5 separate regions of the Sus scrofa genome follow, and regions 1, 2, 4 and 5 are each linked to region 3. A link is a contact called in public Hi-C, HiChIP or PLAC-seq and promoter capture Hi-C data. All regions are on one chromosome and are shown on one strand. Each heading gives the region's core, a stretch centred on a gene start, on an enhancer-like site or on the middle of the called end of the contact. The rest is flanking DNA. Distances are from core to core; before and after follow the strand shown. Region 1 has its middle 110 kb from the start of GPBP1. Region 2 overlaps LOC110257269 (a long non-coding RNA gene). Region 3 holds the start of PLK2 (serine/threonine-protein kinase PLK2). Region 4 has its middle 34 kb from the start of ACTBL2. Region 5 has its middle 41 kb from the start of MIR9799.

Region 1 (5,189 bases), core at 1,135-3,634, 980 kb before region 3:
AGGCTTTCCAAGAAAACAAGGCCTGTGAGTGTGGGAAGTGCTGACCCCAGTGTGCCCTGCGCTGCCCCCCGCTCCTGTGGGGGTAGGGGGCTTTCAGATCTTGAACTGGGCTTCCAGGTAAGCCTGCCTTGCTTCAGATATTGAGGGTCCTTTTCCACACTCCTTTCTTCCTTTCTAGATGGAGGAGAGGGGTTGGTGCCTTTGTATCCTGTTTTACAAAGAGGAGGGAACACATAAAACCACATTTATTGGGAAGAGGCATTTTGGGATCAGATGGGACTGATGCAGAGGGCTTGGTGTCACAGCAACTACTCTTGTTCCTACGGAACACGGTACCCCCGTCCCTCAGTTTTAATCCCCAAGGGAGAGGAGAGGCATTAGATGACCTTATTCGGGGTCACTTTAGCACTAACATTTTCACAGATCTTGCAAGATGCTGAAACACAATTTCTTCCTAAAGGTACATACTTACTGCAGCAGGAGAGTTCTGGAATCACCAAGGAGAACTGAGGAGATGGCCAGCCTTGAATCTGTGCACACCCCAGCCCCCAAACTCCGCCAGCTCCCATGTCTTCTCAGTGGGCAGGTGGCCCCTTCACAGGACGTGAACTCCGGCACTAACAGTGTATCCTGCTGAACACAGATGGGAAGTCAAGGTCGTTCTCATCAGGGCTGAACTTGTGGCTCTCTGAGCTTTGGGATCAGCTTCCTTATACTCTGTGTGGTGAAGAACCTGGTTTTTAAAAATTCCAATCCATCACAGACTGATACTTGTGTAAAAAGGAATTTTTACCTTTGTGAAAGGTGACATTAAAAACCCAGCACAAGGTCCATTTAAAAAAATAATGCGATTTTTAACAATTACAGTGTTACTCTGTGGCACATTTCTATAAAAGTTTCAGAGGATTTCCTTTCCATTGCTCTCAGAAAGGGAAGAGTAACAAACAGTCCTCCACCTGGGACAGGGGTGCGGCCCACGCTCTGGGAAGCACTGCTGGGGGCTTGGCTGGCAGTCTGCGGTCCCGGGCTGACCACTGAGTGACTGTGGCAGGGAGCCCACTCTGTGCTATGGTGTCCTCACCTGTGGATAGAATAGGGCTAATGACAGTGGTCCCCCGTGGAGTTGCTGTGAAGACAAATTGGGTTATTACACATCGACCTCTTAGACCAGAACATGACTATCATAGTGTGAGCCCAAAATGATCAGTCCCAACCAAGAACCAGCTCCTTACATTGGAGGCTGTTAAGTGTCCCTGGGAAAAGAGCCCAGCTGGGTTAAGGGCAGAACCTTGAGCCACCTGCCTCATGTCCTCAGTAGACAGCAAGACGTTCCTTTTCTCACACAGACTCACTTAGGTGAGTTGAAATGGTTGAAGAGGCAACATTTCAGGCCTTTGCTTTTTTTTTTTTTTTTTTTTTTTTTTTACAGTTTGTAGTTTTGCTTGGAAAATGAGAATCAATTGAGCCAATGTGTTTATCTTTATTTGTAGTGAGTTTCTCTTTCCAGTTAAAATATACAACAATTTTTAGGCTCCTAGTACAGCAGGGGGATGTTTAGATCTAAAATAAACTGTTTGGTCAAAACTGAAAAACAGTAAAAACTCATTTAATCCATGTATCTTTTCCTTAGGAATCCAAAATTTTCTCTTAGACTAAGAACACTATTCTTTTTAATTAGTATAGATCATCTTATTTCTGGTGACATTTGAGCTTTTGATATGTTCTAAAGGCAGAACATATTTTTTTTTTCTTCTTTTTTTTAGGGCTGAACCCATGGCATATGGGAATTCCCAGGCTAGGGGTCGAATCGGAGCTACAGCTGCCAGTCTACACCACAGCCCCAGCAATACCAGATCCAAGCCTTGTCTGCGACCTACACCACAGCTTGTGGCAATGCCGGACCCCTAACCCACTGAGTGAGGCCAGGAATTAAGCCTGTGTCCTCATGGATACTAGTCGGGTCCCTTACCGCTGAACCATGGTGGGAACTCCCAAGGGGGAACATATTAGTGAGATGTTTTAAGCAATGGAGTTGTTCTTATCTGGTCATCAGCCTAAAGCTGAAATCTATAGCAGAAACACTCTATACATGACCCTTTTACTGTATTCCATCAGAACTTGGCCTCGTGTTTGCACTGGATTTTCCCTCAAATACAACAACACAACAAAACTGGGTGAGAAATTTCTATTTACATTGTGAATCCTGTTTCTCCACTGGTTTCTGTTTTGTGTACAAGTTGCCTTTTCACAGGAAGTGTTTTGACTTGAGCACAAAATAAAGGCTGTGCAGGATTTCTATGTTGAAATGTCCTGTTCAATCCTTGGGAAGAAAGTCAGGTGAACAATTGATCTTTGGCTCTCTGCACACCTATCAGAGTAAATACACCAGAGTAAATAAACCACAGCAAGCCAGTTCATGATGCTCTCTTTTTTTCCGAGGTGATTGCTAAGCCTTGCACCTGTGTGTTGCTAGCGTTACCTGCTACGTGAATGGTACTAATTCACAATTCTCAGGGTGGCGTGTCCACTGCAAATGCAGGATGGCAGTTGCTTCACCATGGCCACTGCTCCTACTGCAGGCTGCCCTTTGAAGGATGTGCCCTGGGCTCTTTGTTTGCTGTTCCTGAGTTGGTAACTGACTGTTCCATTCCTTGAAGTTCGTGTTCCTTGATGAACTAGGGACTGCCATGCTGCCAACTCTGCGTTATCCATTGTCTATGTGTACAGACCAGTCTGCTGTGCCTTTCCTGAAAGCAGTTCCTTCAGCTTTGACCAAAAGGCTCTCTCTAACTGGGGTCCAGCCCTGAGTCCTAGTTGTCAGACTGTGCTGTTGGCCCCTCTTCTGTCTTTGCCCTCAGACACAGTCTCCTAAAATGCCTTAGAGGTATGCACTTCTAACCCACATTCAAATTGACTTCTCCAGAGCCTTTCTTCCAAATTATAATGTTTCCTTTTGGGATAGTGTGATAATCAACCACTGGTGTTGAATTTGTTATTTAAAGCAGGCATGAGGGAAGGATTTAAATAATTGAAGCATTTAAACTGTATTGGTTGAAAAGTATCTATTTGAAATGGATAAATGTGATTGGTTCCTCTATACTCCACCGTGCCCCCTTCCTAGGACAACATCTATCACTTAGTTGGAGGGTTTAGGGTCAGTTTCAAGAGCCCATAGAGCCATTCACTCCATCTGACTGAATAGATGTTCCCTGCAGCATATCTGCTTTTAGTCCCCTTCCCATTCCTCTTTTTCTGGGTCTCCAATTAAACCTATCTTTGATTTTCTCACTGTGTTTTTTCTTTCTCCACTCTTTCTATGTTCCATTTCCTTTACTGTTTTGTTTGTATCTTATGATATATCTTCTAGTCCATTAATTCTTTACTCACCTTTCTCTAATCTGCTGATGAACCAGTATATTGCTTTTAATTTTGGATATTGTATTTTTTTTTCTTTTTCTTTTTCTCTCTTATGGCCACACCTGCGGCATATGGAAGTTCCTAGACTAGGGGTTGAATTGGAGCTAGCCTACACCACAGCCAGGGCAACACTGGCTTTGATCTGCATGTGCAACATATACTTGTGGCAATGCTGGATCCTTAACCCACTGAGGGAGGCCATGGATTGAATCTGCATCCTCACAGAGACTATGTCGAGTTCTTAACCTGCAGAGCCACAACAGGAACTCCTGGTTATTGTATTTTAAGTTCCTAAATTTCAACTTGTTTCCTTTTAAATCTGCAAAGCGCTTTTCCTCTTTCCGGTTACTTGACGAAACTTTTATTTTCTCTCTTTGAGCATGTTAATTATAGTAGTTTTAGAGTCTGTGCCTGGTAATTTCATTATCTGGACCACGTGTGTGTTCATTTCTGTTGTTATTTATGCTGGTTGTTGTTCCTATTGTCTTGTATCCTTGAGGCCTGGTTTTGATTGTGTGCTGGACACTGTATTTGAATATATTATTTGTAAAAATAATTTGAGGCCTAGAATGATATTTTTCCTGAGAGAGGGTTTTCTTTTGCTTCTGCTAGGTGCCTGGAGGTGCCTAGAGGTGCAAGCCAGGATCCTATTAATTTAATTCCAGGACTTGCAACTCTATGGGCACCCAAATGACTTGCAGTCTGGCTGCAAGTGAAAGCAAGTTTTTTTTGCAGTTTCTAGAGTGCAGCTCTCAGGATACCAACTCCCAAGAATTGGGTGATTCATTGGATGAGGTCTAGATTCTACCTTTTGCTCAGCTACCCTTCTGAGCTGTTGGAAGTGCTAACAAGGAGAGCGTGTTCTAACACAGATTACTGCCATCCCTACTCCTCCCCCCCTGAAAATTTTGGCTCAGTGGGTCTGGGCTGGAGCCTGAGAATTTGCATTTATCAGAGGTTCCATCTGATGCTGCTAGTTTGGAGACCACACTTTGAGAATCTCTGGTTTACTTTATTCTTTGACTAGATTATAAATCTCTTGAAGGTAGAGACTATAGTTTATCTTGGTCTTTCTCCCCAACTAGCTCAGGGCTATGACCCACATGCAATCTGTGTATGTAATACTCAAGGACTCAATAAATTCAGATGTTGTTGTTGTTGTGTGTTGGCATTTTCTAAAGTGCCAGGTATCTCTAGCCACTGGAAGTCAAGAAGGAAATGCAGTAAGTCTCTGTCTTTTTTTTGTGTGTGTGTGCTTCTTAGGGCTGCATCTGAGGCATATGGAGGTTCCCAGGCTAGGGGTCGAATCAGAGCCACAGCTGCCAGTCTACACCACAGCCACAGTAACACGGGATCCAAGCTGTGTCTGTGACCTACACCACAGCTCATGGCAACGCCAGATCCTTAATCCACTGAGTGAGGCCAGGGATTGAACCCACAGCCTCATGTTTTCTTGTTGGATTTGTTTCCGCTTCACCACAATGGGAACTCCTGTCTTTTCATTTTAATGGGGGATGCCGGGCACTGTGGCAGGGTAGGCAGGGGACAAGAATGAATATATTAATTGTGCACTTCACCCAAATTATGACAGTGAAAGGGGACACAACAAAAATAGCAGTGGAATCTCTGTCTTACCAGAGGCTATGGAAGCAAGGAGAAGGGGCTGATTAACCCAACGTAGCAATGCATGGGTTGTGAAGTGGGATTTGGGAGGAATTCCAAAAAATCTTATTTGGAGAGATTGTGCTTGAGTTGCATCTTGAGGCCTGAAC
Region 2 (5,190 bases), core at 2,318-4,817, 950 kb before region 3:
ATCCAGTCACACAAACACACATACATTCTTTTTTCTCATATTATCTTGGTCCATCATAAATGACCAGATATAATTCCCAGGGCTGTACAGCAGGAACCTTTGTACTGTTTTCCATAGTGGTTGTACTGATTTCCATTCCTACCAGCAGGGTGTGTGTGTGTGTGTGTGTGGGGGGTTCCCTTTTTTCCACACCCTCTCCAGCATTTACTATTTGTAGACTTTTTGATGATGGCCATTCGATGCTTTGAAATCTGAGGCCTTGTTGACACTGGAGGTACTGGGCCTTGTTGGCCTCTCTCAGGTTGGCCGATTCCTAGAGATCCTAAATGACAAGCCTGCTAGGGTGCCTTTTATATGCAAACCAGTAAATCCAGAGCCCATACCCCAGCTGCCTCCTTTATGGAGTTTTTCAGTCCCAGGCCACTATCTGCTTGTTCTAATCGTCTCAGGGCCAGGTACCAGACAAGTAAGGGCAACCCCCAGCCTACTGAAATCTTTGAGACTAGCCAGCCCCAAGTCTGCTTACTCTACCTCTCTCGTTGCTTCCTGTAGAAACCACATTCAAGGCTCTTGCCTACATTTTTCCACTGCCATCTATCTCATGATTCACCCTGGTGCTTCCCTGTGTGCCCCTCCCCGTCCCTGTGGCCAGGCCTCCCATCCTTCTGGAGTCTCTGAGAACACCAGACCACTTCTCAAAGGCCATCATCTCCTGATCTGTTGTCTCACCTTGCCTGAAAAGAAATAAAACCTACATTTTATTTATTTATTTTTTATTGCAGTATAATCGACACGACATAACATTAGCTTCAGGTGTATAACACAATGATTTGATCTTTGTGTATATTGTGAAAAGGTCACCACAATAAATCTAGTTAATATCTGTCACCATAGAGTATTTTGTTTTCATTCAATGAGAACTTTTAAGATCCACTCTCAGCAACTCTCAAATATGCAGTGCAGTATGATTAACTATGGTTGCCATGCTATAGTCGCATTCCCATGACTTATTTTATAACTGGAAGTTTGTACCTTTTGATCCTCTTCCTCTCTTTGACTCAGCCCTACCCTGCCTCTGCCAACCACCCATCTGCTCACTGTATCTGTGTGCTTAATGAAGCTTACTTTTTTTATTATTAAAGTATAATTGACTTAAATGTGCCAATTTCTGCTGTACAGTAAAGTGACTTAGTTATACATACATATATATGTATATATATATATATATATACACACACACACACACATGTATACATTCTATATGTGTATATGCACCCACACACATGAATACACATTCTTCTAAAACATTCTTTCATGGTACAACCACTAAGGAAAACAGTATGGGGGTACCTCAGAAAACTAAAAATAGAACTACCATATCATCCAGCAATCCCACTCCTAGGCATATATCCAGACAAAACTTTCACTGAAAAAGATACATGCACCCCTATGCTCACTGCAGCACTATTCACAATAGCCAAGACGTAGAAACAACCTAAATGTCCATTGACAGATGAATGGATTAAGAAGATGTGGTATATATGCACAGTGGAAACTGTTCAGCCATAAAAAGAACAAAATAATGCCATTTGCAGCAACATGGATGGGCCTAGAGCCTCTCATACTAAGTGAAGTAAGTCAGAGAAAGACAACTACCGTATGATATCACTTATATCTAGAATTTAACGTATGGCACAAATGAACCTATCTACAGAATAGGAACAAACTCATGGACATAGAAACAGGTTTGGGGTTGCCAAGGCGGAGGGGGAGGGAGTGGGATGGACCGGGAGTTTGGGGTTAGTGGATGCAAACGACTGCGTTTGGAGTGGATAAGCAATGAGATCCTGCTGTGTAGCACTGGGAACTATATCTAGTCACTTGTGATGGAGCATGATGGAGGATAATGTGAGACAAAGAATGTATATATATACGTATGACTGGGTCACTTTATTGTACAGCAGAAATTGACAGAACATCGTTTAAGTCAACTATAATAAAGAACCAAACAAGCAAACAAACAAACAAACAAATATTCTTTCCCATCCATGACTCCTAAACTGGCTGCTATGCTGTCCTGAGACTGAAGAGCTCATGAATGAAGGAGCCCTCACCAGTTGCTTCTCCAATGGACCCATTAGCCCTAGGCTCTGTTTACTGGGAAATGGGCCCATTTAGCCTCCAAGGAGAAAAGAGCCCCATAGCCCTGGGAGCTCATTTTTCTCACCTTTGAGGAGCTGTGCTAAGAGCTATCTCAGCTGGTCTGACTTAGCTAGATTGAGGAACAGGCCGATTCTGGACCATGAGCTCCCCAGCTTCTGTTTCTAAAGTGCCACTTCCTGGACATGAGAGCATCTGGTCCTGTCTGCATGGATATTCCCCTGACCTGTGTCCCTGCCAGTGTTTGGATCTGGGTGGTGCTGGGTTCTGCTTTACTGGAAGGTTGATGTAGTGAATATATTTAAAATTTTTCTGTATATTATGATGTTTTGACATTTTAAAAGATCTTTGTGGCTAAGGAGAGACTGCCAGTTCTTAGTGATAGCAAGGACTCAGCTGAGAGCATGCCCTTGATAAGCAGAGCCAGGCCACTAGGGACTACCCTGTAGTAACAAGCCTGCAGAAAAACTTCAAACTGGCGGATCCTAAGCCTTGCCTTTCCCAAGGACACCTCAGTAACAGCTATGCCTAAGTGCTCCCTCCTAGTCATGCTGGTGTTTTTCCATGTGCTCCTGTGTGCTGCATCATCCCTTCTGTCTTTAGGGCCTATGAATATAACACATTTTGTTTTCCTGAGCATCTCTTGTGTCTCCTCTTGTGGCTGCACCTGAGAATCTGATAGAATATAAGACAGTCAACTGTGGGGCTCAAGGTTCATAGACGTCTGGTTGAAGCTCTTAGGATAATGAGAGTTTGGGGGCTAGGTGCCGTCTGCCACTTCTCTGCTTGGCATCTCTCACTGCCCTCCTCAACCCTACTTCTGTTTGTACCATGTGGCTTAAGTGATGTGTGACCCTTTTGTAAAATATTTTCCAATCTTTGGTCATTAGCCACTCCTGTGTTTGAGGATACAGTGACTTCTGTGGTGACAAGAAGTTAATTTACTCCTTTGATAGATTGTGGACTAATAAATGGTAGAACCATTGCTTTCTTCCCACCTAATAAATATCCCATGAATAATTGAAGCTTATTGAATGAGTTGGGCCACAAAGGCTGTTTCCTCCTTTGCTGGGAATCCAGCCAGTGTTCTGCTTTGAAAGACACGTGCACACGTGCTCACGCTGAATAAATTCTCTGGCAGAAAGAAAGTAGCGGAGGAATTAGAAAGGCCAAGAGAAGCAGAGAACAGCACCAGAGGAAGGAAATATATAAAAGCTTCAGGAAATTATACAAAGGAGTGGTGATACATTCCCCTGGAGAAAGACGTGATGCTGTTTGTGGCTTTGTACATCCTGTTTCTTTTTCTGATGCAACTGAAAGAATGAATAACGTGGGGGAGGGAGGAAAGCTGGTGCAAGTCCAAAGCTGATGCCTCAGTGTGATGATGCTGCCTCTGTCGCTGGCTTCTGAATGCCAACAGGAGTGGTGTCTCCTGCTAATGGAGAGACAGAACTAGTTTCCATGAAGCCTAGAATGGCTGGGACTGGAGATAAGGTGCAGTTTTCCTTTTTTTCGGCCCAGTGGCATGTGCCTTTTCCATCAGTTCAGCCAACCTGGGTGGGAACACTAGTGATACAAGTGTGAATGTTTGCTCTTTCCCCGTCTCCAGAGGCAGACTGCACACAGTGTTTGTGATCTTCTTGTCACTGGAAGGGGGGACCACCTTAGAGGCAGTCCTGAATTGGGGAGGGGGGAGAGGAAGGGCTCTGGACAAAGACTGTCTGGGTGTGAGTCCTGCCCATTTGCTGGCTCCAAGTCCTTGGACAAATTCCATCATCTACTTCTTGCCAATTAGAGCTTTGGGTTCTGAGGATAGAGTGATGAACAGAGGAACTTTGATTTTAGTAGAGAAGACGGTCTAAGAACAGATAAAGGAAAACAGAAGAATAGCGAATTATAATAAAGACTATAAAGAAAACACAGGGCTGAGAGAGTGATGGTGAAGGAGGTAGGGAAGGAGACCAAGTCAGAGGACTCTTGTCCTGGTGGGAGACACACACACACACACGCACACGCACACACACCATGAAAACTAAGAATGAAATAAACAAGGGCCCAAGAGAGAGGGGAAGAAAGGCAGGGGTAATACTGGTGGGTAAATCTACTTCAGTGCGTGTAGGTGAGGTTGGGGCTGGGAGAGGGGTCTCCAAGGAGGTGACAGTTGAGCTGATAAAAGATGAGAAGACTCTTTTCCTCCAAACGTGGGATAAGGGCCTTCTGATTCCAGGCAGCAAGAATAGCACACACAAGGCCTGGAGGAGAGAGAACTTGGAACTTGAGAGGAGGTGAAGGAAGCCTGGCATGGCTGGAGTGTGTGATATCTGAGCCTGGACCAGAGCTGGGCACCAGGCAGAGGGCTCATCACACCCTGCTTTTGTGGAGGCTCTGATGAGGTTTTGGGTTCTCTTCGAAGTGTAGAAGAAGGCATTTTAGGCAGGGAAGTAATATAATCCAATTTATTATTAAGAAGTTTATGTCAGTTGTTTTTCAACCTCTTCAAAATGGAAATAATTAATATACTTCAGAGGGTGGTGAGAGGAGTATAAATCACTTAGAGTCTAGCACTCAGCAAGTTTAAGCACATTATCTATTCTTGTTATTACTCTACATGCAAAGCTGGCTTTTGGATACATGTTCATAGCAGTGCTATTTATGATAGTCAAGACATGAAAGGAATTTAAATGTCCATCGACAGATGAAAGGATGAAGATGTGGTACATATATACAATGGAATACTACTCAGCCATAAAAAAGAATGAAATAGTGCCATTTGCAGCAACTTGGATGGACCTAGAGATGATCATACTGAGTGAAGTAAGTCAGACAGAGAAAGACAAATATCACATGATATTGCTTATATGTGGAATCTAAAAAATGATACAAATGGCTTTGTTTACAAAAAGAAATAGACTTATAGACGTGGAAAACAAACTTAAGGTTACCAAAGGTGAAAGGATGGGGAGGGTGGAATAAATTAGGATTTGAGGATTAACAGATACAAACTACTAAGTACAAAACAAACAAAAAGGA
Region 3 (5,895 bases), core at 3,148-5,647:
TGTGGTCTGAGAGCTGGTACCCGAAGCCATATTTGTTGGAGTAATCGACCCATTTGGTGACCCACTGAAAGGAAGTGCTCAGCTGCTCTTTGGGAATACAGTCAGCTTCTGGCATGTTTTCTAGACATCCTCGAAGGACTCTGGCCACTGTGTCGGCAACACTTCCCATGGTACTGTCCTCGAGACCTGGAAAGTCAGAGAAAGTTATAAAACAATGTACAAGTAAACCTGAGGCTGTGGTAGATGCTAAGTCTCCCTTCACTAATTCTAAGGACATAGGACTCAAAATTGTTCCAAACCTCTAATTTTATTTCTTTTATGTTTAATCAGGCCAAAACCCATACTGACTGCAGTTACTTAGTCTTGAGCACTGCCATTTAGATTGTCATTATATAAAATGCGATTGACAACTTACATTCGCTGCTACTGCTGCAGCTGCCAAGAGTTCCTCTGACTATCATCCGAATAGCATCTCCAATCTGCTGCTTGTTTTCTACTGCGGGTGTTCCAGATCTGGCAACGGTAGTGGTAGGTGGCTGGAGTTCCTAAAAAGAGAAGAGTCAGGCAATAGTCAAGCATTTAAAATTCATTTGAGTTTGAGAATTCCAGCTTAACATGAGATTTTGTCACAACTACTAGGAAAGCTTATCAAAAAGCAATGGACACAAGCCAGGCAAAAGATATTCTGGTAATTCAACTGCATGCATTGTTAAACCAAGAGATAAAATCTTTCCTTTTAAAGGGTTGGAGGAAAAGCTCTATCATGATCCAGGTGATAATTAACAAAGAATGGAAATGATATAAGGTGTTTATAACTATTTTATTTTTTTCCAGCATACCTCATCTGTCCTATGTTTGCTGGGTTGCTGAGTTATTGAAGTCTTTTTCAAATCATGCCTAAGCTTGTATATTTCTTCATCTTCTTTAGACACTCTATCTGTAAATCAAGGAAAAGAATTGTGAGCCTTATTCTAGCCTAAGGAGGTAGAAGCAGAACTAGCCACATTTTCTCCTTTTGCATTAATAACCAACTTAAAAGCATCCAAGGCTAAACCAGCATTTTTACTTTTGCAATCAGCTGCAATTATGCAAGAAGCACACTTTAACACATATGAAGCAAAGAGCTATCAACCACGATTTGCAGTGTGGATTTATTATGCTATGAAAAGTTCAATAGTATGCAAACATACAGGTCAGATTATGTTAATATGAAGGCCTCTTTCAACTACCTTATCAACTAGTATTGAATACAGAAGAGTAGAAAAGTCTTGTAACTCACTATGTGTGTCAATATATCTGGCTTTGTCTTTTTTGCCACCAAAAAGAGCAGCAGCTGCCTTCTTAAAGAAATTCTTAGCTGGGCTTGACAAGTGGAAATCGGGAACTGTATGACAACAGCTAGAAGAGAGTCTGTCTGGTGTGAAACCCTGTAAAGTATAAGAAAATGTTTTCAGTAACCTGCTGGGCAATTACGATCAAGAGCATATAATAAAAAGATGCCAAAAAAAAAAAAAAAAAAAAAGAGTACCAACCTGCAAAAAAAATTCATGTCGAATGATGTCATCCAAACTGGGGCGGTCCTCTGGATTTTTCGACAACATGCTAGCTATTAGGTGCTTAGCAGGAGCCAACAAGGATGAGGGCATTGTATACCTTGCTTCTCTTATGCACCTGTAAGTTTCTTTCAGATTTGTAGTTTCAAATGGGGGTCTTCCTAGTAACATTGTGTACCTGTGTGCAAGGAAATACTTCTTTAGAAATAATCAAAAGCAACTCTTTTCGAGTGTTAAAAATCTACATCCAAGTTTGCTTTTTGGTGATGTTGGTGCATTTACTTACATTACACAGCCTAAGGCCCAGATGTCTGATTCACAGCCATGTCCCTGTTTGTTGAGGACTTCAGGAGAAAGATAATTTGGGGTACCACATATCGTCCTGGAAAAACAAAATATAAAAATTTCATTGGGAACTATTCTACTATTTAAAATTAGTTCTCTGCATAAAACCTTAAAAGCACTATTTTGAATTTTTATTTGGAATCATTTGCCTCTTGATTTTTGGCATGCAAACAATTGACATTGGCCCAAGTGACTGGTGACTTTTTTTTTCTGCATTTACAATTTTTTTCAGCCACATGACAAAAATACTTTAAGCCAACTGAGACCAGGTACAGCAAGACATTTTTATACACATCATAATCAACTAAAAGGCATAAGGTACTCTGCCTGGTCCATGGTGGCAATGAGTACTTCCTTCAATTAACACTGTAGGGGTTTATAGATTTTAGTATCAACTGACCTCCGAAGTAGTAATTGCAAAATAAAAAGGGCATATTTGATCTCCACGAAACCCTGGTAGGATGTATTTTTCTGACTCTTACCTCCTTCTGTGTTCTAAGGGCTCCAGCCTGGCAGCCAAACCAAAGTCCCCGACTTTCAGTTCCATGGCTTCATTAATAAAGAAATTCCCTAGATGAAAAACAAAACAAAGTGTGACTCCCCTTGAAAAGACATTCTAGCCAAGCTCTCACACATCCACATGAGAGGCAGGTATTCAGTTGCTTAACTAGGTACCTTGCTCATTTAGAAGCAAGACTGCATTGGCTAGATCCCAACTAAGAACATAAAATACATAAAAAAGGAGAGAGAGAGAGCACACCACTCGACACAAAAAGTCAGAGTTCTGAGTGAAAGGCTTACCTAGTTTGAGATCTCTGTGCAAGATTTCTTGCTCATGAAGGTACTTTAGTCCAGACACAATCTGCCTGAGGTAGTATCGGACTTCTGGCTCTGTCAATACCTTCCTTGCTTTCAAGATATGAGCCATGGACTGGGAAGAGGAGAAGGAAAAAAGAGACTCTGTCAAAAAAAGTTACCAAAATCAGTGGTCTCCTTGTGCAGAGTAAGTGCCGATAGTTGATGCTGCAATATAGTAATTAGCTCCACAATTAAATCCTCAGATAAAGTGCAATTTGAATGCCCTGTCAGTCTGGGGGAAGTGGAGGTACTCAAATAGGAGTTAACACTTACCCTTCTACTGCAATATTCCAAGAGAATATAAATGTTTTCTTTGTCTTCAAAGTAGTGATAAAACTGCACTACATGCTTATGATGGAGAATTCTGTGAAGCTCTATTTCTTTGTCGATCTAAAGAAAAAGCAATATCAGTCTCATTAGCCTCCCTCAGCCCAGTTGCTTACACATGCAGAAGACATCTTCCTAACAGGGAAGGGCTGTCCCTGCACACAAAGAAAATACTTTACTCAACAGTCATACACACCTTTTCCCTTTGATGAGGTTTAGCTACTCTGCTGTGAGGAATAATTTTTGCAGCGTAGACTTTGTTGTTTGTCAAATCTGTCATCTCGTAACATTTTGCAAAGCCACCCTGAAAGGAAACAAAGCAGAGATGGAACTGAGTATGGCAGGAACATGGACGGCAAATACATATTTTTAACATATAAATGAAAAAAAACCCCACAAAATTATGGGAGAGAAAGGGTGACAGAGGGATGCAGTCTACTTTATTATTTTTTTTTTTAAAGCTCCTTCAGTTAGGGAAAAGCATCCCTGAAAACAGTAAGTTAAAACTGCCTTTTTTCCCTTGACAAAGAGGTGCTTTCGGGCGGTGGGGAGGGTGGGGGGTGGGGGCTGGGGAGAGGAGAAAAAAGGTATGAGGAGACTTGTCAAGAAAATTCTCTGGGGGCCAGGTAGAGAGAAAATTCTCTAGGTCTGGTGCAGAAAGCCCTCGCTTCTGGCTTCAAGATCAACGTCTTTAGGCTGCGTGAGGCAGACAGAGCCATGGCCAAGGATGTGAAGCCGATCCCGGCGCTGCAGGCGCACAAAAGCCAGAGTTGGGCAGGTGAGCAGCCCACGTCGCGCCGGGATTGGATCCCCCAGTAACCGAGAAGCGACGGACACGGGGACTCAGGGTCCGGCCCTGCTCGAGGACGCCGGGGCAGACCTCCCTCCCGCCTGGCAGCCGGGCGCCCGCCGCAAGTCACCTTTCCCAGCACTTTGCCGCGGCAGTAGCGCTTCCCCGTCGTGGGATCGACGATAATCCGAGAGATCTCCGCCCCCGAGTGCGAGTGGTGGTGATGGTGGTGCGGAGCCACCGGCTGCACTTGAGCCTGGGGCTGCGGCTGCTGCGGCTCCTCGGGGGGCGGCTGCGGCCGCTTCTTCTTCGAGTCCCCGCCGCAAGCCTTGCCCAGAGCCTGCTCGCACATCTTGGTGCTGGCGGCCGGCTGGTAGGTGATAGTCCGCAAGAGCTCCATGGTCGCCTCGTCGCTCTGCCCTGCCTGCTGCTACCTCCGAGGCGCGGACACACGACCGAGCCGGCCTCTGCCCTCGAATCCCCGCCGCTTCCAACCTCCCGCGCCCGTCGCCCTGGTACACTTGTGAGAGTGCGAACGCCCGGTAAAGTCTTATATACTGGCCGAGAAGGGGGTGGAGAATCGAAACGGGATGCGACGTCACGGACAACGCCCCGCCCACCGGCCGCCACAGCGGGCTGGTCCGAGCCAGAGGTCGCGACGGATCGCTGGCTTCCAGTTCTCTGGTGACGTGCGAACGCGTTCGCTCAGGCACTGGCTCCGGCTGCTTGGAGAGCTTCCCGTGACGTGGTGGTGGTGGTGGTGGACGCAGGCGTGCGGCTGTCCCTGGGACCACCACCCCATTCTTGGAATGCTCTGGCTTCTGGGTTTGAAGTAGAAACCCCAGGGCCGACGCCGGGCCCTGCCTCCACCGCCCAGCGGCCAGAGCTCAGGTCATCGCAGATTCCCTCCCCTTCACAGCCCTTCCTGACAGCCCCACCACCTGGCGCCTCCGGTGTCAAGGTGTGAGTGTACCCGGGGTCCACTGCACAGGCACGTGAGGCCTCCCCTAGCCGTCTGGAGGGCTTGGGGCTACCGCTGCACCCGCGCTTTTACCCCGCCAGTCTCACCCAGAGTGGACCTTTGGCGGGGGCGCACCAGTGAAAAGCAGGGGTTGTCGGAGCAGAGTGTCCCGAGCTCCGCGCCGCTTCCGAATGTGGCAAACCATTGCCGAATCAGTCCCACTTAGGCCCGTATGGCCTCTGTCCATCACCCTGGAGCAGGTCTTTGTCGGAGGTCAGACCCTTAACCTTGGAGGAGGCCGGTGCCTTCGGAAGGTTTCGCCTTCAGGCTGTCAAAAGACTGAGAGGCAAAGGCGCCATCTCCTGGAATATTCTAGAAGCTCAGCTAGCGGTCCGAGTGGGCAGCGGTTAACGACTATATGGGCTTTCTTTGACAGTAAGTGGTAATAAAAGCGCTCCTAGTGCTAATTAATGGTTTTACAGTGGAAATCGTCTATCAATTGTTATTCAGAAGGGGTTATGCAGAATGCGTCGTTTAAATGGCGCATTGAGCCACGTGGCTGCTCCTGTGCTGGGAGTCAGTCCTAAGCCTTCCAAGAGGAGAGGTTTGGTAGCGGATTGGTAGCGTGAGGGAGAATAGCCCAGTGAGCCAAAACATGGTTTAGCATCCTATTCCAGATTTTACGATTCAGATTTGCTAAGGAAGAACACTATTTTCTTTCTTGCTCTAATAACAATAATGCCCTTACTGTGCACGTCCTCATGTTTTAGTATTTTTAAATCCCTCCTTCTTTAAATTCTTCATCAGTTCTAAGTAGGAAATGTTATTCCCATTTTATAGATGAGGAATCCGGGGTTTAGAAAATTTAAGTATTCTTTCTATATATGTATTTAGTAGATCATCCAATTTATGTTAATTAGCAATAGACTTTTTAATTTAAAATATGGTAAACAGTCTTTTGATACTAATTTCCATTGCTGTTTAGAATACCAGATTAATTACCCGTGGAATATAGTTAGAAAAAAGGGTTGTTGGCTGCAGTCCACCATTAAGTTTAGTTA
Region 4 (5,115 bases), core at 1,090-3,589, 800 kb before region 3:
CTAGATCGAATGCATTCCAGTGGGAGTCTTGTTTCTGAAGTGATTTACAGGATAGCCCAGAAAATAGTGCTGGACAAAGGGAATGTAAAACAATAATACCTTTTAAAATAGGACTCCCCCCCCCCAAATAAAACACTTAGGAATAAACCTCACCAAGGAGGTGAAAAACTTATATGTTGCAAACTATAAAATATTAATAATAATAAAAACATTAATAAAGGAAACTGAAGATTATTTAAATAAATGGAAATATATCCTATGCTCTTGGATTGGAAGAATTAGTGTTGTTAAAATGGCCATACTACCCAAAGCAATCTATAGACTTAATGCAATCCCTATCAAATTACCCATGACATTTTTCATAGAAGTAGAGTAAATAATCCTAAAATTCATAGGGATCCACAAAAGGCCAAGAATTGCCAAAGGAATCCTTAAGGGGTGAGGGGGAAGAAGCAGAAGGCATAACACTCCCAGATAATACCACAAAGCTACAGTAATCAAAACAATGTGGTATTGGCACAAAATAGACATATGGACCAATGGAACAGATTAGAGTGCCCAGAATAAACTTACACACCTACAGTCAATTAATCTTCAACAAGGGAGGCAAGAATATACAATAGGAAAAAGACAGTTTCTTCAGCGTGTGGTTTTGTGTAAGTTGGGTAGCTACATGCAAATCAGTGAAATTAGATCACACCCTCATACCATGCATATAAATAAATTCAAAATGGCTTAAAGACTTAAACACAAGACAAGAAATCATAAAACTCCTAGAAGAGAACATAGGCAAAACATTCTCTGACATAAACTGTACAAATGTTTTCTTATGTCAGTCTCACAAGGCAATAGAAATAAAAACAAAAAATAAACAAATGGGATCTAATCAAACACACAAGCTTTTGCACAGCAAAGGAAACCAAAAAAAAAAAAAAAAAAAAAAAAGACAAAAACGAAAAGACAACCTATGGAATGGGAGAAAATAGTTGCAAATAATGGAACCAACAAAGGCTTAATATCCACAATATACAAACAACTCACAACTCAACAACAAAAAAACAAACAACCTAATCAAAAACTGGGCAGAAGACCTAAACAAACATTTCTCCACAAAAGACATATGATGGCCAGTATACACATGAAACGATACTCAACATCACTAATTATTAGAGAAATGCAAATCAAAACTACAGTGAGTTATCACCTCACACCAGTCAGAATGGCTATCATTAAAAAGCCCATAAATAACAAATGCTGGAGAGGACATGAGGAAAAGGGAAACTTCCTACACTGTTGGTAGGAATATAAGTTTGTACAGCCACTATGGAAAACAGTATGGCAGTTTTTAGAGAACTAAGGATAGACCTACCATTTGATCCAGCAATCCCACTTCTGGTATATATCCAGACAAAACTAAAATTCAAAAAGATACATATCATACACCCTATATTTATAGCAGCACTATTTGCAATAGCCAAGAAATGGAAACAACGTAAATGTCAATCAGCAGATGAATGGATACAGAAGATATGATTGATATATAGAGTGAAATATTACTCAGCTATAAAAAAGAATGAAATAATGAAATTTGCAACATGGATGCAACTAGAGATTATCATACTAAGTGAAGTAAGTCAGAAAGAGAAAGACAAATACCATATGGTATCACTTATGTGTGGAATCTAAAATATGGTACAAATGAACCTATCTACAAAACAGAAACAGACACACAGACATAGACAACAAACTTGTGGTTGCCAAGAGGGAGGGCTTTGGGGGAGGGATGGATTGGGAGTTTGGGGTTAGCAGATGTAAGCTATAATACATGGGGTAATAATCAACACAATCCTATGTATGTACAGAGAACTATATTCAGTGTCCTATGATAAATCATAATGGAAAAGGATAACTGAAAAAAGAGTATATCACTGAATCACTTTGCTGTACAACAGAAATTAAAACAACAATGTACATCAACAATACTTGAATTAAAAAAAGATGAAAAGAAAATGGTGCTGGACCATTTATGAGACAGTTAAGTGAGGTTGAGTAGAGAGTTCAGGGCTGAATACAGGAGACTTGAACCCTTTTCTTACTATTGTACAAACCAGCAGAAAGAATGTATGAACTTTGCTTTACTTTGCATTTCAGTTTTTCATCTTTAAAATGAAATCATAATGCTTGTTTGACTCACATTGCAGAATTGTTGGGAGATAAAAGGTATGACTATGCTTCCAAGAGTTGAAAGCACATTGAGTGTGGTATAATTGCTCAAGCAGAGCCAGTCATTCAGCAGTAGCTCTGTTCCAGGTCCTGCCACAGGCTTGCTGAACACCCTTAATCTCTCTCTCTCTTTGATTGCACCAGCAGCATGGGGAAGTTTCTGGGCCAGGGATTGAACCTAAGTCATAGCTGTGACCCAAGCCAATGTAATGACAACACTGGATCCTTAATTCACTGCACCGCAAGAGAACTCCCTCTTTGCTTTTTTTTTTTTTTTTTTAAACACTTAATCTCATTATGACTCAGTTTTTCCAACTAAGAAGGAAATGTTTGAAATAATCCTTTGAAGTGAATGATACAATGGTAATAGACATGTGGTTCTTGGGTGGCCCACCACAGCCCCTCACCCTCCAAACATATCAAAATACAAGAGACATGAATACTAGACATTAAAGGATGAAAGTCAGGTGAACAAATTGGACTGTGGGCTGCTTTGCTTCACATTCCAGCTCTATGCTGTGCTGCTAATTGTGTGACATAGTTTTCATACCTATAAATTGGGGACCTAAATACTAATTCTCTCATAGATACTATGTGAGGTTCAAAAGCACTAATACATATAAGCCTTTTTACACAGAGCCTGGTACATAGTAAGTCTGGATAAATATTCACTATTATCAATGTTATAGATACTGCCAAGAGTTGGTAGTTTTATTTGTATTAGTTTTCTATGGCTCCTGTAATAAATTACTGCAGACTTCATGGCTTAAAACAACACATATTTATTCACTTTCAGTTCTGGAGGTCAGAAGTCCAAAATCAGTTTCACAGGACTAAATCTGAGGGTTGACTGGGCCGCACTACCTTGGAGACTCTGGGGAAGAATCTGTTTCTTTGCCTTTTCCAGCTTGGAGAGTTTCATGCCTCGTATTTATCTGGCTCGTGGTCCCTTCTTCCATCTTCAAGATCATCAATGTAGCATCTTCAAATTTGTCTTTACTTTGTCATTGCATCACCTTCTCTCTTTTGTCTCTGTCAACTCTTCCTCTGCTTCCCTCTTAGATGGTCCCTTTGATTATATTTAGGGCCATCCAGATAATGCAGGAAAATGTCTTTAAGAACTTTAGTTTAATCACATCTGCAAAGTCCTTTTTCCTAATTAGGAAACAATCATAGTTCCAGAGATTAGGACCTGGATATTTCGGGGGGAGGGCGCATCATTCAGCCTCCTGCATAGTCTGATTTTATTTTAGTTTTATCGTCACTCTACGTCCTCACCTCCTCAAAATGATGATTTTAATATTGCTGTAGAAGAAATAGGATGGGTCATAGTTCACGTATGGTTTTATAGGCTCTTACGTTTCATTTCCTATCTCATTTTGGAGAGTTACAATATTTCTCTTCTCTAAGACTTTCAATCACTCTATAAATATAAAACAACCACACAGGACTTACACAGTGGCCTAGCAGGTTAAGGATCTGATGTTGGCCTTATCACTGCTATGGCTCAGATCACTCCTGTGGCAAGAGTTGGATCCCTGGTGCGTGAATTTCCACACACAGTGGGTGGGGCCAAAAAACAAAAACAAAAACAAAAAATACACAAAGATAGGGTTATGAAGGATGACTGCAGTGACTGTGGAGTGTAGAGCAGATACTTTGCATTTCAACATGATGTTTTGTTTGTAATTCAGATGTTATAATATGACATAGATGCTGCAGGAATTTTTCACAGTTGAGCTTAAATTTGCATAGAAGTAGGAAACACATTGAGTTATGTAGGAAAAAGGTTGTTACTGGTGAGAGTAAAGAAATTTCACAAGAACTCCATCTAATCAGGAATCAAGCAGAGGTGAATACCTCTCCCCAAAGCAAGAAAATAGTTCATCTGAGAAAATATTTCACATAATCAAGTTATTACATATTCTTAGAAACTTTGAGCAGAGGATTAAGATTGATTTCAGTTGCTTCTTATGTTATGAATTTAAGTTTAAGGAATGGTCCATGGTGGGCCCAGGATTAGCATCACAGAGAAGAGAACTGAAATTGGAATTTATGTTCTATGATTAATGCTATCAGGGGAGAAATGATACTTTAAAACCATGTTCCTAAGATTGTTTCCAGAAACAAAAGTGCTGTCCTTATGTACCATTGCTCCAAATAACCAGTAAAAATCAGCTCTGTTATTTATCTGTCTTCTGAGACCTGACTGCCAGGTCAGAACAGAACCATATTGTTGCTGTGCTTTATGGAATAAATACACTTTCAGGCCACAGTAATTTCATTTTGGAGAAAGGTAGTAATTAGTTATATTTGATCCTTTAATTTTTTTTAAATGAAGCCTCATCCCCACCGTTTTTTCCTTCATATCATCCAAAAATACTCATTGAGAGTGTCTGAGATGTGATTATCTGGTGACATGCTTCAGATATTTGAAGGTAGTTATGTCCTCACGTTTTAGCCTTTGCAGATTAAATAACTCTTATTTATTTCAACTAACACTTCTGAGCACAAACTGTATGCAAAAAAATAGGTTAAAGCTTAGTGTTGACTAAGAAAGACATCAGGATAGAGGATGTCAGAAACTGTCCCATCAGAGGGACTAAGCACATACTTGTAAGTGTAGATTAAAGAAGTCTTCGCAGAGGACATGTATCCAGGCTGGGTGTTAGATAAGTCAGAAGATTGGGTAGGAAGGGTCTCTAACTGCAGTACAGCTCCAAGAAAGTTTCAGGCAGGCTGATGGGGGGACTTCAAGCTAAAGTTGCCCTTTTGAGCAGTGCTGCCTCCCTCTGGGATGGGTCAGCTTTGGTACCTTGGCACTGCTCAGGCTGAGAGCAGCTCTCAGAAACTGTGGCCTCTGTATGAATGAGGTTGTGGTTTAGGATGAGC
Region 5 (5,574 bases), core at 2,565-5,064, 520 kb before region 3:
CTTTTTTGAAAATATATATGAAAAATATTTTAACTTCTTAATTTATTTTTATATGTAATTTTGACAAAAATATATTCAAATTTTAGAAACGTTTATATTTTTAGTCCTTTATATAATTGATGTCAATAGAACACAAATGATGTAACATCTTTATCAAGCAACATAATTAGCAGTCTTGTTGAAATAAAGGCAAGAAAAGTCTATTAAAATATATGCTAGTTTATGAATTGTACATATTTTTACTTTATGACTCATCCAAACATTGTTCATCCATCAACAGGATACTCAGATATATACAATAAGAAGTAAACTTAGTTGTCTTTTAAATTTTTGTTGACTTTCAGTCATATGAAAATATAACTTGTGTATTTTTTTTCAGTTAAAGATAAATTTGTCAAGAGGATAGAGCACATATTAAATCACCATCTAGGAATATGAGTTACGAACTTAATTGCATATATTAAGGCATATGTCATGTGGACTTCCATTTGTATTCCTGCCCCAGTCCCTGCAAATAAATAAGAACGTACTGCTGGTTTCATCCATGAGGAGCTCAAGATTTATCTTCCTAATTTTTCAGTCTCTTGCAAGCCTCTTTTCCATTTCTGTTTACAACATCTTCACTGAATTTATTTATTTATTTTTAAAGCTCTCTAATTCCACTGGGGAGTTATGCTTTATCAATATGTGAAATCCTTACAGTGTATTTTACATATAATAAGAGCATAATAAATTATTGTGAATTGAGCTGAATCGAGTTGAAAGAAAAAAATAAGTGAGGGGAACTGACCATCAATAGAAACAAGTTGCTGGATGTGGAGGAGGGAAGAGTTCCTATGACTAAGAGAAGGTTGTTTGAACCCTATTATATCTGTCAAAATTGCCTTAAAAATCATTTCATATAAATTCCTTAAATAGAAAGTAGCAGGCTCATGTTTCACCTTATAACTCTTGAAACCAGAAAAGATTTAGCAGAAGACATGGTGTGTCAATCGAGCAAGGCATATTTGTTAGAGGTCTTTAGAAGGAATTCTTATCCTTAGGTGCTTTTGTTCACAATTGAACATTTGATCAGTGTCTTCTTTCTGGCTGTAGGCTCACTTAAATGATTTTTTTTTTATAAAGCTCTATGTGGTTTTACATTCATAATATGAACCAAACATTTTTTCCTACATGCCCATCATTAAGTGAAATCAGTGTACTGGCAGAAGCCAGAGGAATCTTGAGAAAACTGAGCAGTTGTCATTTCCCTGAGTAGAAAAACAAAGCATTGGCTGTGAGAGAATAGAGTTTTGAAAAATGCTTTTATGAGTGATTTTGTTTTCTGTTGAAATATAATATATATATATATTAGAAATATTAGTTTGGAGCCTGCTGTGTGGAAAAGAAGGCTTTTAAACTATTGCATATTGTGTTCAATTGCTCAGAAGATAAGAAGAAAATGTCAGTTTTCCATCTCTTAAGAACTAACACTATTTTTTGATTGTTTTTCTCACTCCATGATGAAGGTCAAAGATTAACTCAGAAATATTTTGAAATATTATAGGTTAAGAATGGAGAGGAAATTGATATCATATCTTTAAGAAAAGTATTGTTTGAATATAACTTTTTAGAGGAATAAAAAATAAAAATAAGAGAATGAATTTTTGAAAAGTATTATGTTAGCTATTCTTGGTCAGAAAAGGCAATAGGTTAACTGCATGGCTAATTGTTCTAATTTTTGAAAACAGTCAGGAGGTCTATATTATTTGTAAGAATTGAGAAAAGGTAATTAATCTGGATGAAATGATTTCCTGTTAAATTTGCTGCCTTTTTTAGTGTCCAACTTACTAGTCATGTGCTTGGAGATATATTTCTAGCTACCTAGCCTAGAGCAGAAATACTACTACTAAGAGTGACCAACTAAGAAATGGTTACTGACAAGTAACTAGATACTGAAAATATCTAGTTTGAAAAGGCTCTCATAGTGGGGGGAGAGGGGGCAATGTTTTGATTTAGGCTATTTCATAGTTTTATTTATTTATTTTTTAAATTGAAAAGGTATTCCCTAACTACTAGAATTACCACATATATATACAGCAGAGTCTACACAGTTCTCATCTATTCCTCTTTTCTTTTATTTACTGCCTCAAAGTTTTCAAAAGAAGATTTGAGAGCTGGTCAGTGAACTGAGAAACAAAAAAATTAAACACAGTTGCATAGAGGTCTTGCTTGATCCAAAGAAGAGAAAAGATTTCATACAGGGAGTGAATGATCTGGCAGCTTAAATAATGTACCGGGAACTTTTAGTCATAAGTCCCCATAGTGATTATTCAACAGCTGGAGACTTCTGCCTCCAAGTTTATCGTGGTTTTAGTGATCACTCTTAGTAATAAACATAAATTCAAAAAGAAGGATACAGTGATTTTAAAGAATTTAGATGTTTCATGTGTGTGTTTAATGTTTATTTTAGCCCATAAAATTATTTACTTTGGTGGAGTACATTATTTCAAAGGCAATTTATTTCTAAAGGAAAACCTGAAATTTATGCATGGCTGGTTTTTTGTTTTTTGTTTTTTTTTTTTTTCCTAAGCCTCAATCACCATGAAAAATAAAGTGTCAATTTATAATCACAGAGTTCCTTTATATCAACTCTAGCAGGTCATTACTTTACCCAGATCCCTATTTCCTCTCCCTATCTTTAGTGGCTGGCTTCTCCTCTCTTCTCCTTCTATCAGGAAAGAAGCAACCAGAAGGCCTCTCATTCTGAACCCCTATGACCTGGGACTTCAATAATGATGTTACCCAGCTTCACCTTTCAACCTCCATCCTGACTCAATTTTGACTCTTGCTGATTCTCCTAGCTTAGATTTGCTGAAGACCTCGGCATTTTGCTCCTGCCTCACCATCTTTGATGACCTGCTAAATTCAATCTAAAATTCTGAGGCAGTGCTTATTGCTTGGCCTTCACTACTTCCCACACCAAACTTGGTAATAATAATCTTCCATCTCCTTGGCCAAAAAGAAACAGTTAAATTGTCAGAGAAATCCTGCATCAAAGCAGCTGAGATCTGTGAGTCCTTCAGATTCTAAAGAGGCATTATTTACACAGAAATTAAGCTTCTTTGGCAGATTGAATCACAATATCCCTATGCAGATAAAAATGGCCACTTCATCCATTCATTGCACTCACAAATATGTATTGTGTATACCCTGTGTAATATGCATTGTTCCTGATACGGAGTGTATGGTTGTGAAGAAAACAATCAAAATCTCTGCCTACATGAAATCTGTCTTGTAGTGGGTGTAGCAAAGAGTCAGCAATTTTCTGTGTCCTTACTTGGTAATGCAGCTAAGAGGCAAGAAGAGCCTTTACCAACAGGGCGGGGTTAGGGAAGGTAAACTTTCCGTAATAGAGGCCATTGCCATTCTTTTTTTTAAGGTTGCCGTCCTAGTGTTCACTAGCCTGTCACCCCCAACCTGGCAACTCAGGAAACATGTTATTTTTGCTCCTCTTTTTTTTTTTTTTTGAAAATATTCTATCAAAAAACTTTTTTGTATCTTGGTTGTCCAAAGTTATAACTTGTTGATTAAAGAACTATCTCAAAAACGAATCAGAAAAAAAAACTCAAGAGTCCTCCTAGTCTAGTCTTTTGTCAAATTCTGTCTTGATTTTTCATAAGGAGAGTCATCCAGTAGTCAATAAAATTGAATTGACCCCTAAGCAGCATTGAACATTTCTTGTGATGATTCAGAAGAATTAAGAGGATGAAATGCCTGAAGGGCAGATCTTAACAGTGGCCCTGGTAAAGCTCATGAAGCTGATCAGAGGACATTTCAACTGCTGGAATGGCAGAGAAAATATCAGGTTAGATATTTCAAGAGAAAATCAAAGTTCCTACATAAGCTCATTCACTTTCTTTTATGGCATTTATTTGCTATGTTTCTATAAATGTATTTATATCCTTAGCAGAAAAAACAATATGTTTATTTTCAGTCAAACTCCTAAAGTCAGTACAAGCTTGCCTGGTGAGTTGGTTCTATTCATAAATTTGTGGTAAAAGTCCGTTAAATTTTCCCCAGGCGTACTTCTCTTTTACTGTTTGATTAGAAAGATTATCTCTTATCTTGGAAGAATGCATGTCCCACTGTTGGTACTAGAGCTGACTGCTGGGGCCTGCTCTGAAGTTGACCTCATGGTTAGCAATGCATTCTGAGGCAAATGAGTCATGCAACTGTGAAACCTCTGTGGGGTTTCCCTGGCCATTGCTGCCAGTCCCAAATACCAGAGACACTACAGTGCTGACTTGAGTCCTCACACCCAAATAAGGGGAGGCTGGACAGGGCTTCTGTGCCTGTTTATGCATAGGAGGTGAGAAGGCTCTGCAGGGTCTCTTCCACATGTACATTTTCAGAGGCCTGGCACTGCCTTTTCCCTGTCTTCAGTATCTTGAGTGTTTCTCAAATAAAGAATGAGCAGAGCAGAGTAAGCCTTAACTTTCCATCTGGAAGATCTACTAACATTCTCTGGGGATCTAGGATCTAAACTAGGAGCATTGATTTCCATCACAAGTTTTTTTCTCTCTCTCATCTTTAAACACCTTCAGATTAAGATAAACCCCCATTAGACAGAAAAGGCCCTACCCTTAGGAATCACTGCCATAGATCCTGAGCTCCTTGAGTGGTGGCATTGTGTATAATCATGCCTTGCATTTAGTAGGTGCTTAATATATGTTTATCGATCTGATGGATAAATGAGAAATGATAGCCTGAAATTTTAAATGAATACCTGTCAGATCTGAGCAAAAAGTACATGGTTGGATTGCCATTTACACTGCTAGGCTTGGTTTGAGATTTTTGTGTCACCAAAGGACAGTCCCTGTTGAAGAAAACCTTAGCAGACCCAGGCTGCTGTTACGACTAAGACCATCCTTCTAAGTCTAGACATTTTATATGCAGAAGGAGAGTGCTTCCTTTGCATGTCTGAGCTATAAAGCTCACCATCTCGTCTCCAAACTGTTGTAAATGCTTTTAAGAGCATAGTGTGGAATGATCCCAAAGAGAGCCAGGGCTATGCTGTATTTGTTTGGAAATTGCAATACCAGTTTTCCAAGATAAACAAGAGATTCACAAATTCCCTGTTCCTGAAAATGTTTCCATTTCTACTTTTCAGAGATGTATTAGGTCTAACCCATTAGAAATAAGAGAGATTTGTGAAGAACAGCTTGGGAATAAGGGTGAGGATTCCCTTCCAGTACAGAAGGGTATGAGGCAGTCTTCACTTCTGAGCCTCAGAGTGCTTCATGCTGAAATTCTGAGCCATGCTAAAAATCAGGCAGTGACATATGGAAATGCACCTTTTCCAAAGCAATCTAATATTTCTCTCAAATTGACTCCAGAAGTGACATAGACTTCTGTTACTTCCATTTTAAACTTCTTCTTGATTTATATCCAGTTTATAGCTCTGCTCCTCAAAATGAATGCAATTGTACTATTAGAAACCTACTAACTATAGAGACAACAATAACAAAACAGAAGCATTTAGAAGATTAAAAAAAGCTATAAGGAGTTATACAGCAGGTGGTAATAATGACA

What was found. Promoter capture Hi-C pulls out the DNA fragments that hold promoters and counts their contacts. A called contact is a pair of places that touch in the nucleus more often than the background predicts. HiChIP or PLAC-seq counts read pairs in DNA pulled down with a chosen protein or histone mark.
Region 1: a contact with region 3 is called in a promoter capture Hi-C map of fetal liver, with 10 times the contacts expected there. The contact joins the enhancer-like site here to the promoter of PLK2 in region 3. A contact is called at or near these places in 5 of 5 promoter capture datasets (fetal liver, fetal skeletal muscle, liver and 1 more), 31 of 47 Hi-C or Micro-C datasets (adipocytes, adipose tissue, alveolar macrophages and 16 more) and 2 of 2 datasets of contacts at active chromatin or transcription factors (alveolar macrophages and skeletal muscle).
Region 2: an H3K27ac HiChIP or PLAC-seq map of alveolar macrophages shows a contact between it and region 3. The contact joins the enhancer-like site here to the promoter of PLK2 in region 3. A contact is called at or near these places in 2 of 5 promoter capture datasets (fetal skeletal muscle and liver), 3 of 47 Hi-C or Micro-C datasets (adipocytes, embryonic fibroblasts and fibroblasts) and 2 of 2 datasets of contacts at active chromatin or transcription factors (alveolar macrophages and skeletal muscle).
Region 4: an H3K27ac HiChIP or PLAC-seq map of alveolar macrophages shows a contact between it and region 3. The contact joins the enhancer-like site here to the promoter of PLK2 in region 3. A contact is called at or near these places in 1 of 5 promoter capture datasets (fetal skeletal muscle), 4 of 47 Hi-C or Micro-C datasets (adipose tissue, embryonic fibroblasts, liver and 1 more) and 2 of 2 datasets of contacts at active chromatin or transcription factors (alveolar macrophages and skeletal muscle).
Region 5: a Hi-C map of embryonic fibroblasts shows a contact between it and region 3, with 2.9 times the contacts expected there. The contact joins the enhancer-like site here to the promoter of PLK2 in region 3. A contact is called at or near these places in 2 of 5 promoter capture datasets (fetal liver and fetal skeletal muscle), 2 of 47 Hi-C or Micro-C datasets (embryonic fibroblasts and fibroblasts) and 1 of 2 datasets of contacts at active chromatin or transcription factors (alveolar macrophages).

Annotation. Positions count from the first base shown.
Region 1 is chr16:36,325,992-36,331,180 of Sscrofa11.1, forward strand. No RefSeq gene overlaps it. Among named protein-coding and RNA genes, the nearest start is that of GPBP1, 110 kb to the left of the region's middle. Within about 2 kb of position 2,385, at least 6 of the 83 cell types and tissues checked have an H3K27ac peak or open chromatin away from gene starts, as enhancers often do. A contact at or near this core is called in fetal liver and liver, where this site is marked.
Region 2 is chr16:36,351,269-36,356,458 of Sscrofa11.1, forward strand. The region is part of intron 2 of LOC110257269 (a long non-coding RNA gene); the gene reads left to right. Among named protein-coding and RNA genes, the nearest start is that of ACTBL2, 120 kb to the right of the region's middle. Within about 2 kb of position 3,568, at least 9 of the 83 cell types and tissues checked have an H3K27ac peak or open chromatin away from gene starts, as enhancers often do. A contact at or near this core is called in alveolar macrophages and embryonic fibroblasts, where this site is marked.
Region 3 is chr16:37,300,717-37,306,611 of Sscrofa11.1, forward strand. PLK2 (serine/threonine-protein kinase PLK2) reads right to left here and starts at 4,398. Exons shown (of 14, transcript XM_003133981.5): 1 at 4,004-4,398; 2 at 3,280-3,387; 3 at 3,030-3,146; 4 at 2,700-2,829; 5 at 2,381-2,468; 6 at 1,840-1,935; 7 at 1,533-1,731; 8 at 1,280-1,427; 9 at 840-937; 10 at 416-545; 11 at 1-186. The coding sequence starts at 4,273.
Region 4 is chr16:36,503,567-36,508,681 of Sscrofa11.1, forward strand. No RefSeq gene overlaps it. Among named protein-coding and RNA genes, the nearest start is that of ACTBL2, 34 kb to the left of the region's middle. Within about 2 kb of position 2,340, at least 1 of the 83 cell types and tissues checked has an H3K27ac peak or open chromatin away from gene starts, as enhancers often do. A contact at or near this core is called in alveolar macrophages, where this site is marked.
Region 5 is chr16:36,777,232-36,782,805 of Sscrofa11.1, forward strand. No RefSeq gene overlaps it. Among named protein-coding and RNA genes, the nearest start is that of MIR9799, 41 kb to the left of the region's middle. Within about 2 kb of position 3,815, at least 16 of the 83 cell types and tissues checked have an H3K27ac peak or open chromatin away from gene starts, as enhancers often do. A contact at or near this core is called in embryonic fibroblasts, where this site is marked.